Linked DNA regions of Pan troglodytes: region 2 is linked to region 1. The links are chromatin contacts, called in public capture Hi-C maps. All regions are on one chromosome and are shown on one strand. Each heading gives the region's core, a stretch centred on a gene start, on an enhancer-like site or on the middle of the called end of the contact. The rest is flanking DNA. Distances are from core to core; before and after follow the strand shown. Region 1 has its middle 15 kb from the start of HDAC7. Region 2 overlaps HDAC7 (histone deacetylase 7).

Evidence for each region. Capture Hi-C pulls out chosen DNA fragments and counts their contacts.
Region 2: a contact with region 1 is called in a capture Hi-C map of stem cell-derived neural stem cells, with 4 times the contacts expected there. The contact joins two enhancer-like sites. A contact is called at or near these places in 3 of 7 Hi-C or Micro-C datasets (blood, induced pluripotent stem cells and stem cell-derived neural progenitor cells) and 1 of 1 other capture datasets (stem cell-derived neural stem cells).

Annotation. Positions count from the first base shown.
Region 1 is chr10:48,017,740-48,021,440 of NHGRI_mPanTro3-v2.0_pri, reverse strand. No RefSeq gene overlaps it. Among named protein-coding and RNA genes, the nearest start is that of HDAC7, 15 kb to the left of the region's middle. Within about 2 kb of position 2,085, at least 1 of the 24 cell types and tissues checked has an H3K27ac peak or open chromatin away from gene starts, as enhancers often do. A contact at or near this core is called in stem cell-derived neural stem cells, where this site is marked.
Region 2 is chr10:48,062,645-48,066,345 of NHGRI_mPanTro3-v2.0_pri, reverse strand. HDAC7 (histone deacetylase 7) reads right to left here. Exons shown (of 27, transcript XM_063785704.1): 15 at 3,100-3,233; 16 at 2,815-2,935; 17 at 2,488-2,537; 18 at 1,041-1,148; 19 at 751-806; 20 at 489-576. Among named protein-coding and RNA genes, the nearest start is that of SLC48A1, 17 kb to the left of the region's middle. Within about 2 kb of position 2,100, at least 1 of the 24 cell types and tissues checked has an H3K27ac peak or open chromatin away from gene starts, as enhancers often do. A contact at or near this core is called in stem cell-derived neural stem cells, where this site is marked.

The DNA of each region.
Region 1 (3,701 bases), core at 836-3,335:
CTTCCCCAGCTCGCCAGCTCCCAGGGAACCAGGCAGCCTCCCCTCATCACTGTGGGGCTGATGGGCTCGAAGGTCCAGCCTTATCCCTGAATCAGAGCAGTTGGAGACAGTTGAGGCTCTATAATCTCGGTTGGGGGTTAACGGGTGGAGGAGGCTTTGCAGGAGGAGATAATGGGGCAGACCTCAGGTCTTCCGCACTACCCACCAGCACAACACCGTGGAGCTGGGGGAGTAAGCGGAGTTGTTGGCACCATGGGCCGGGCCAGGCGTGCGTCTGCCATCCTAGGAGCTGGGTTGAGGGCCAGCTTGGCCTTTCACAAGAGGGGTCCACCTGTGAATCCCTGCTTCTACCCCATCTATCCCTGACTTGGAATGTGTTGGAGGAGCTGCTTATAAGGAAGACGATATCAGGTTAGATGTTATCTCTTTAGAGGAGAGGGTCCCCAGAGGATGATGAAAATTACAGTAATAAAGGCTAACATTTACCGAGCACCGAACTCCATGCCAAGCGCAATTCTAAATACTACATAGTAGCTCATGTGGTCTTCACAACACCTAGGAAGTAAGTACCATTACTCTCTTTGCTTTACAGAAGACAGACAAATAGCCAGCAGTTCCACAGCGACTCAGGGGACTGCCAGGGTTCAAATCCTGCTCCTGCTAGATGCCACTTCTGCTGCTCTTCATTGCTGCCCTAGACAAGGCCAGGCCCTGCGGCGTGCTGCGAGCCTTCCTTCCGTTATCTTTACCAGCTCTACATGGTCATTCACAGATGAGAAAGCTGAAGATCAGAGAGCTCACACATTTTCCCCAAGGTTACACAGTCAGTAAGAGACACTATCAGGATTCCAATGACCTGCTGTTAAAGTTCATCTCTTATTCACTCATTGCCTCCCTCAAGGCTGAAGAGTGGGGTGGAGGGGAGACCAGCAGAGCTACTGAGCTCAATCTGCCTCCTTGGCCCTCCCAGCCCAGAGCTCTGCCAGCGGTGGTAGGAGGAGTGTGGTAAGTATTTGCTGATGAATGAACAACCGAAGGACAAAATAATGAACTGTCATCTTCCAAGGCAAAGGATTGCAGAAGCCACTGATATCCTGCCCACCGCCCTCCCCATCCACTCCTCTACCACCTCCAGTCCTTCCTGTGAACACAGCAGAGGCAGGAGCCTCTTGGGGTGGGGTCCCTATCAGGGAGGAAGTGCAGCTGGCTTCTCCCCCACCCCCTTTATCACTTCTCCCCCATCCCTACTTTATCACCCAGGGCCTCCACAATCCCCTCCCTGTCCCTCTCCGGGGGCTCCTGGGTAGGAGAGGGAAAGACATGTAAATCAGTGGGGCTAGGGGAAGTGGAGGAAGCAGAAAGGATACCAGGAGCATTTCCCCTACACGCTTAACCTGGGGCTCACAGTCCTTGCCAGGCTGGGCCAGTGGCTTAGGGGACCAAGCCCTTTCTGATAGGCCGCTTGATCTATCTGGCCAGCCTAGTAGGCAAATGGGGAAATGGTAGTCAGGAGTTGACAAAGTTGGGGCACCTGCCCTCACTTTGGCCCTAGCCCCATGCCGGCTGCCACAGATGTTCACAGGTGTCCGCAGGATTATTTTGTTTTTGTTGTTTTTTGACATAGGCTCTCGCTCTATTGCCCAGGCTAGAGTGCAGTGGTGCGATCATGGCTCATTGCAGACTCAACCTCCGGAGCTCAGGCAGTCCTCCCACCTTGGCCCCCCAGGTAGCTAGGACTACAGGCACATGCCACCAGGCCCAGCTAATTTATTTTTAAAATTTGTTTGTAGAGATGCCGCCTCTCTATGTTGCCCAGGCTGGTCTTGAAATCCTGGCCTCAAGTAATCCTCCCGCCCCGGCCTCCCAAAGTGTTGGGATTACAGGCATGAGCCACCATGTCCAGCCAGGATTTGGGATTGGGTCAGGGTGGCATGGGCCTTTCCAGAGGCCCAGTAGGCTTCTGAGTGCAAGTGAAGAGTGCAGCGGGGAGGCCCTACGGAGCTAAATAAGGGCTGTTGACCAGGCTATGTGTGACTTCTCCTTTCACCACCAAGGTCTGGAGGTCTAAGGGGAGCTCTGCCCACTACCCCCAGGAGCTCACGGGAGCTTCTTCCTGCCTTCCTCCTCTCAGCAACCAGTATCTAGGAGGCCATGCCTTCCTTCCCAGAGTCCAGCTCAGACAATTTGCAGAACAACCCAGCTTGAAATTTGATACTTGATCCACCCCTCGTGCATCCCCTAGATCAAATAACCCTGGATCTGTGACCCTTGGCTCAGATCTGTCTAATTCTTAGAGTCTGTTCAGACTTGGAGTGAGGCTGTTGAGTCCTGAGGAGGGAGGGGCTGTGGCAGCATTGACAAGTTCCCCGCATTCCTGTGGTACCTGAGTCTTTCCAATGACTCCCCTCACCTGAGGCTCAATCTCTCGTTACCCACCCGCTTCCCTTCCTTATCGGTGAGGTCTTGAACAACTGAACCAAAGAGCTTCTGGTTCATGTGCTCATGTTAACCTGCAAGAGGGCACAGTCTTTGGCTCTGTCTCAGTCAACTCTGAATATGGTCTGCAGACCTAGGTTTTGGAAGATGCAAGAGCAGGAGGGATGGTGAGAATACTGGATGACAAAATGAGGATTCAAAACATTGAGCAGGCCAGTGTGGGATAATCAAATCAGATAAATATAAAGAGGGACAAACGCTACATTCTGCATTTAGTCAAAAACAAATTGGTGGCCAGGCACGGTGGCTCACACCTGTAACCCCAGCACTTTGAGAGGCCAAGGCTTGGGAGGAAGGGAGGGGGTTTGCTTCAAGTCAGGAGTTCAGGACTAGCCTAGGCAACATAGAGAGACCTCGTCTTTACAAAACACAAAAAAATTAGCTGAGTGTGCCAGTGGTCCCAGCTGCTCAGGAGGCTGAGATGAGAGGATTGCTTGAGCCCAGGAGTTTGAGTCTGCAGTGAGCTATGATCATGCACTCCGGCCTAGGCCACAGAGAGACCATCTCTCTCTTTCTGTCCTTCTCTTTCACACATACACACACACACACACACACACACACACGAATTAGCCAAGTACAGAATGAGGGGGATGTGGCAGACACTTTAGGGAGAGGAGTTAGTATGAAGCTTCTGAAGCCACATGGAATTAACTTCACAGGTTCTGAAGCTGAAAGGAAGGTGTTTAAATTTGCATAAGTCTGTTTGCATTTCATTTTCTAGCAGGGACATTATTAGCCTTTTTGACTCTCATTTTCTCACAAGTGTACAGTGGAGTTTTCCGGAGGCTTCTTGACACATGATATCATAACAGGTTGAATGCAGAAGCCAATATGAGAATCTGGCTGCCTTCTACTAAACCAGACATTAAAGAGATTTGCAAAACTGTGAAACAATACTGTCTTGTCATTAAATTAGTTTTACTTTGGAAACTGGTTATTTTAAAGAAAAAAATGTGTTATTTGTTCTAACTTTTAATAGATTCATTATTGCCACATTTAAAGAGTACACTTTAAAAATGTCTGTTTTAATTTCTAATGGTACATATTGATGAATCTAACCCACACACACAAAAGTTCTTTGGGGTCCTTCTTTTTAAGAGAGTAAAAGGATGCCAGGACCCAAATGCTTGAGAAACTCTGGTTTAGAGGCAAGCCACAGAGCTGCACGTTCGGAGAACTGCACGTACCCAGACACGGTGGTCGGT
Region 2 (3,701 bases), core at 851-3,350, 45 kb before region 1:
TCAAATCCATCTCATGACTTACGAATGACTGTGTGTGAGTTACTTAATCTCTCTGTGCTCACTTTCATCTGTAAAGTGGGTTATAGTCAGGATTAAATCCATCATGTGTAAAACCATCAGTGTCTGGATGTGATTAGTGGTGTACTGATGTTATCTGCTATTATTCTTATCATCACTACCTGTACAGGAAATGCAGAAATTACTAGATCTGCCACAAGAAGCCAATAGAGGTCAAAAGACAACACTCAAATGACAGCTCCTACTCGTTGCAGGGGTTTGCGATGGCTGAATGCGTTCCCACACGCCATCCCCTCTAGGCCTCCCAACTGTGATGTGGGTGTTATCTTCACCCAAATTTTACACAAGGGGAAACTGAGGCTCAGAGAGGCTACTGCAGAACTAAGACATGAAGCCACATCTCTAACATCAGGCTCAGGGCTTTTCCCCCAGGGCTCTCGAATTGGAGGGTGCTACGGACAGGCACCTACCCAGTCTACAATGAGGATCTTGCTGGCCTTGCTCTGCTGTTGCAGCTGCCGGCAGGCGATGGCCACTGAGTTGAAGAAGCAGAAGCCCCTGGAAGGAGAGACAGGTCCTGCCAGCCCATTCTCTCCACATGCCCTCACCTCCCCAGGCCCCTGGGTTGGCCCAGCCTGAGAAAGCTCAGGGAAGAAGAGAGAATGTCCCTGAAGGAAGTTCCTGGGGGCTTGCCCCCCACCTCATCCCACCCAGGTCTTCCCTTAGCCTTACATGGCTGTTGAATGATCTGCATGGTGTCCTGGGGGCCGCACCACAGCGAAACCATTCTGGAAAAAGAAAGAATGCTTGTCAATCAACAGACAGCTCTGACCCACAGCTGCCTGAACGTACCCCAAGAGTTCCAATCTCAACCTGGTTCCCAGAGCCCTCAATTTCCCCTCCAAAACCCCGTAGCAATCTCTAAGAGGAATGCGATGCCTGGGGTTCTGGGCCTGGATTCCCCACTACCCCACTCTGCTGCCTCCTTTGTGGTGTGTCCACCTTCAACCCAAACCTCCTACCTTTAGCTCACGAGAAGCCACTTTGAAGGCGAGGTCAGTGACACTGCCAGCGGCCCAGCGGGCTGCATTGGAGGAATGCAGCTCATTCCAGATGGTGTCAGTGTCCACCTGCGGGAGCCAGAGTCAGGGCCCGCATCATCCAAGGCTTCACACAGGAGCCAGGGCCCAAGGGGGTGGTCCCCACCCCACGGCCAGGACCCCAGGGGCAGGGAGCTGGGCAGACAGTGCTGCCTCCCCAGTGCCCCACCGCCCAAAGGCAAGGCCTCCTGTGTCCCCCAATCCCAGCATGACTTTTTCCCAGCTTAAGTCCCAGCACCAGCCCATTATCTGGCCAGCACTCTGCTGGCAGCATCACGCCTGCCTCCCCGGTCAGGGGAGGGGGCATGGCGTTACCTGGGCGGGACTTGGGGTTTGGGCCGGGAGGGGGTTTTAAGCCCCAGCTGACTCTGCTCAGGCCCTGCGGGACGGTCGGAGCTGGAGGGGCCGTCTGCACCACTGTCTTCCACTCAGGGCCCCTAGCCCAGGCTGGGAGGCCCCCCAAACCCAGTCCCTGGGCCTCAAGGCTAGGGAGGGGCCGGGGGGCATGATGGGGAGATGGGGAGGGCGAGGCAGACCAAGAGAGGCGAGGAAGGCAGAGAGAGTCGCAAGAGGCTGGAGAAAGAGAGAGAGAGAGAAAGACAGAGAGGGAGAGGAGGGAGGAGAAAACAGAAGCAACAACAGTTGGAAAAACCAGAAAGTGGCAAGAAATGGGAAGTTGTGAATAGGGCACTGACTGGCTCCCAAAGTCCCCCACCAGCTACAGCTCCCACTTTCCCTCCGGAATGAGGCCTCCATCCCCTGCCTCTACACACCTTGCTTGAGAAACTACTGCAGGGATAGTGTTAGGCGAGGAGAGCTGAGCCAGAGGGAGCGGGAAGCTCCCTTCACAAAGGGGTGAGGACTTAGGAAGCAAAGCTCGCGAGCGGAGTTTGGGGCTGTGTCCCGGAGTAGGGAGTGCTGGGATCGCCAAGGACACTGGAAGCACCACCGTGATGTCACACCAGGCAGCCCAAGGTCTGGGGACCAGGCTGAGGTACCCCAACTTGCCACTTAAGAGCAGACAGAGCAGCCTGACGGCCAATGCCCAGTCATGGGGGTCTTTGAAGGGAGAGATGATCCTAAGCCCCAGCCTTGGCCCTGCTCCTGAAACCTCACTCAACATCTACCAGACACCTTCTAGGGGCAAGGCTTAGGCTGGACTCCGCATTCGGGGGAGACTGTGGGTCCGAGACACGCCTGTCCAAAAGGAGCTTCCTGCTGCAGGGGGCACCTCAGGAAGTCCCTGGCTCACCCTGTCTGGCAGAACCACAACAAGCAGAGGTTCTGCAGGGGCTGGGCCTGGGAGAACCACAGGGAGGAGAGCTGAGAGCCCTGGCAACGCCCCCCTGAGACCCCTGGGCACACTTACCCCAACCCCACCACAGGGCAGCATCACAAACATCCGCTGTGCCAGGAGCCCTGCGGGGAGAGGCCCAGCCCACGTCAGCGTGAATACTCTCAGCCTTTGGCCCAACAGGGAGCAGGGAGCCCAGACAGCAGGGCCGGGTGAGTATTGGGGGAGAGAAATATGGAAGGGAGAGGTGGAGGTGGGCTGAGGAGGGGCTCGGCAGCAAGCTGGAGTAGGGACGTCCAGGGTGCAGGAGGAGGCTGGCTGGGCGGGCAGAGCCGAGACAGGAGTGCATGGGAGCTGGGTGAGGTAAGCTGGCATGGGGAGACAGGGCCACTAGGCCATTACCTGCCAGCTTCCCGTTGTCCAGTTTGAGGCGGCTGAGCGGGTTGGTGCCGTAGAGGAGCACGTGCCGCTCAGAGTGGACCGACTGCAGCTCTTCCAGGGAGGCCTTCCGGCCTCGGAGACACTGAAAAGGGGACCACAGAGCTCTGAGCTCATGCTCGCCCCTTCCCTCCCATCACCACCACCCCATGTGCCCCTCATCTCTCATGGGCCCCAGGGCCCCCCACCCCTCCCCTCCCACGACTCCTCCCTCCACCCATTCCTCGGGCCCCACCCGCGCCTCCTCACCTCACACTGGCTCCGGAGCCCCCGCTCCTGCAGCCGGGACCAGATGCTCTGGATGCGGCCGGCGTGCTCCGGGTGCCTGCTGTTGTCACCGCAGGAGCACTGGTGCTTCAGCATGACCGAGTCATAGATCAGCCCTGCAGGAGCAAGGGTCAGAGCGGGGACCCAGGGAGTCCTCACGCCCCATGGCCTTGGCTGCAGAGAACACGCCAGCACCGCCACAGCAGGCACCCACATGGAGCCGGGCGGGTACACACCCCTCACACCCACACAGGCCTGCATTTCATCCTGCCCCTACCCCAGCCCCAGCCCCTCACACCTGTCCACACACGCCCAGACACTTCCCCAGGTGGCAGCAGCCAACACATCAACACAGCTCCAGCCAACATGGCTGCCACAGAGCCACGGCCTTCCCACATGCGGACACGACTGCTGGGTGGCCCAGCTCTCGAGGGCCCAGCACCAGGCCCTCAAGTGCTCAGAGCAAAGCATGAGGCCTAACGTACAGCATCTCACACACGTGTCATGAACCCAGAGAGGCTACCAAGGGGCAGCAGGAGGGAAAAGAATTCCTAGGAAACCCCCAAACCGGGAGCTAAGAAGCC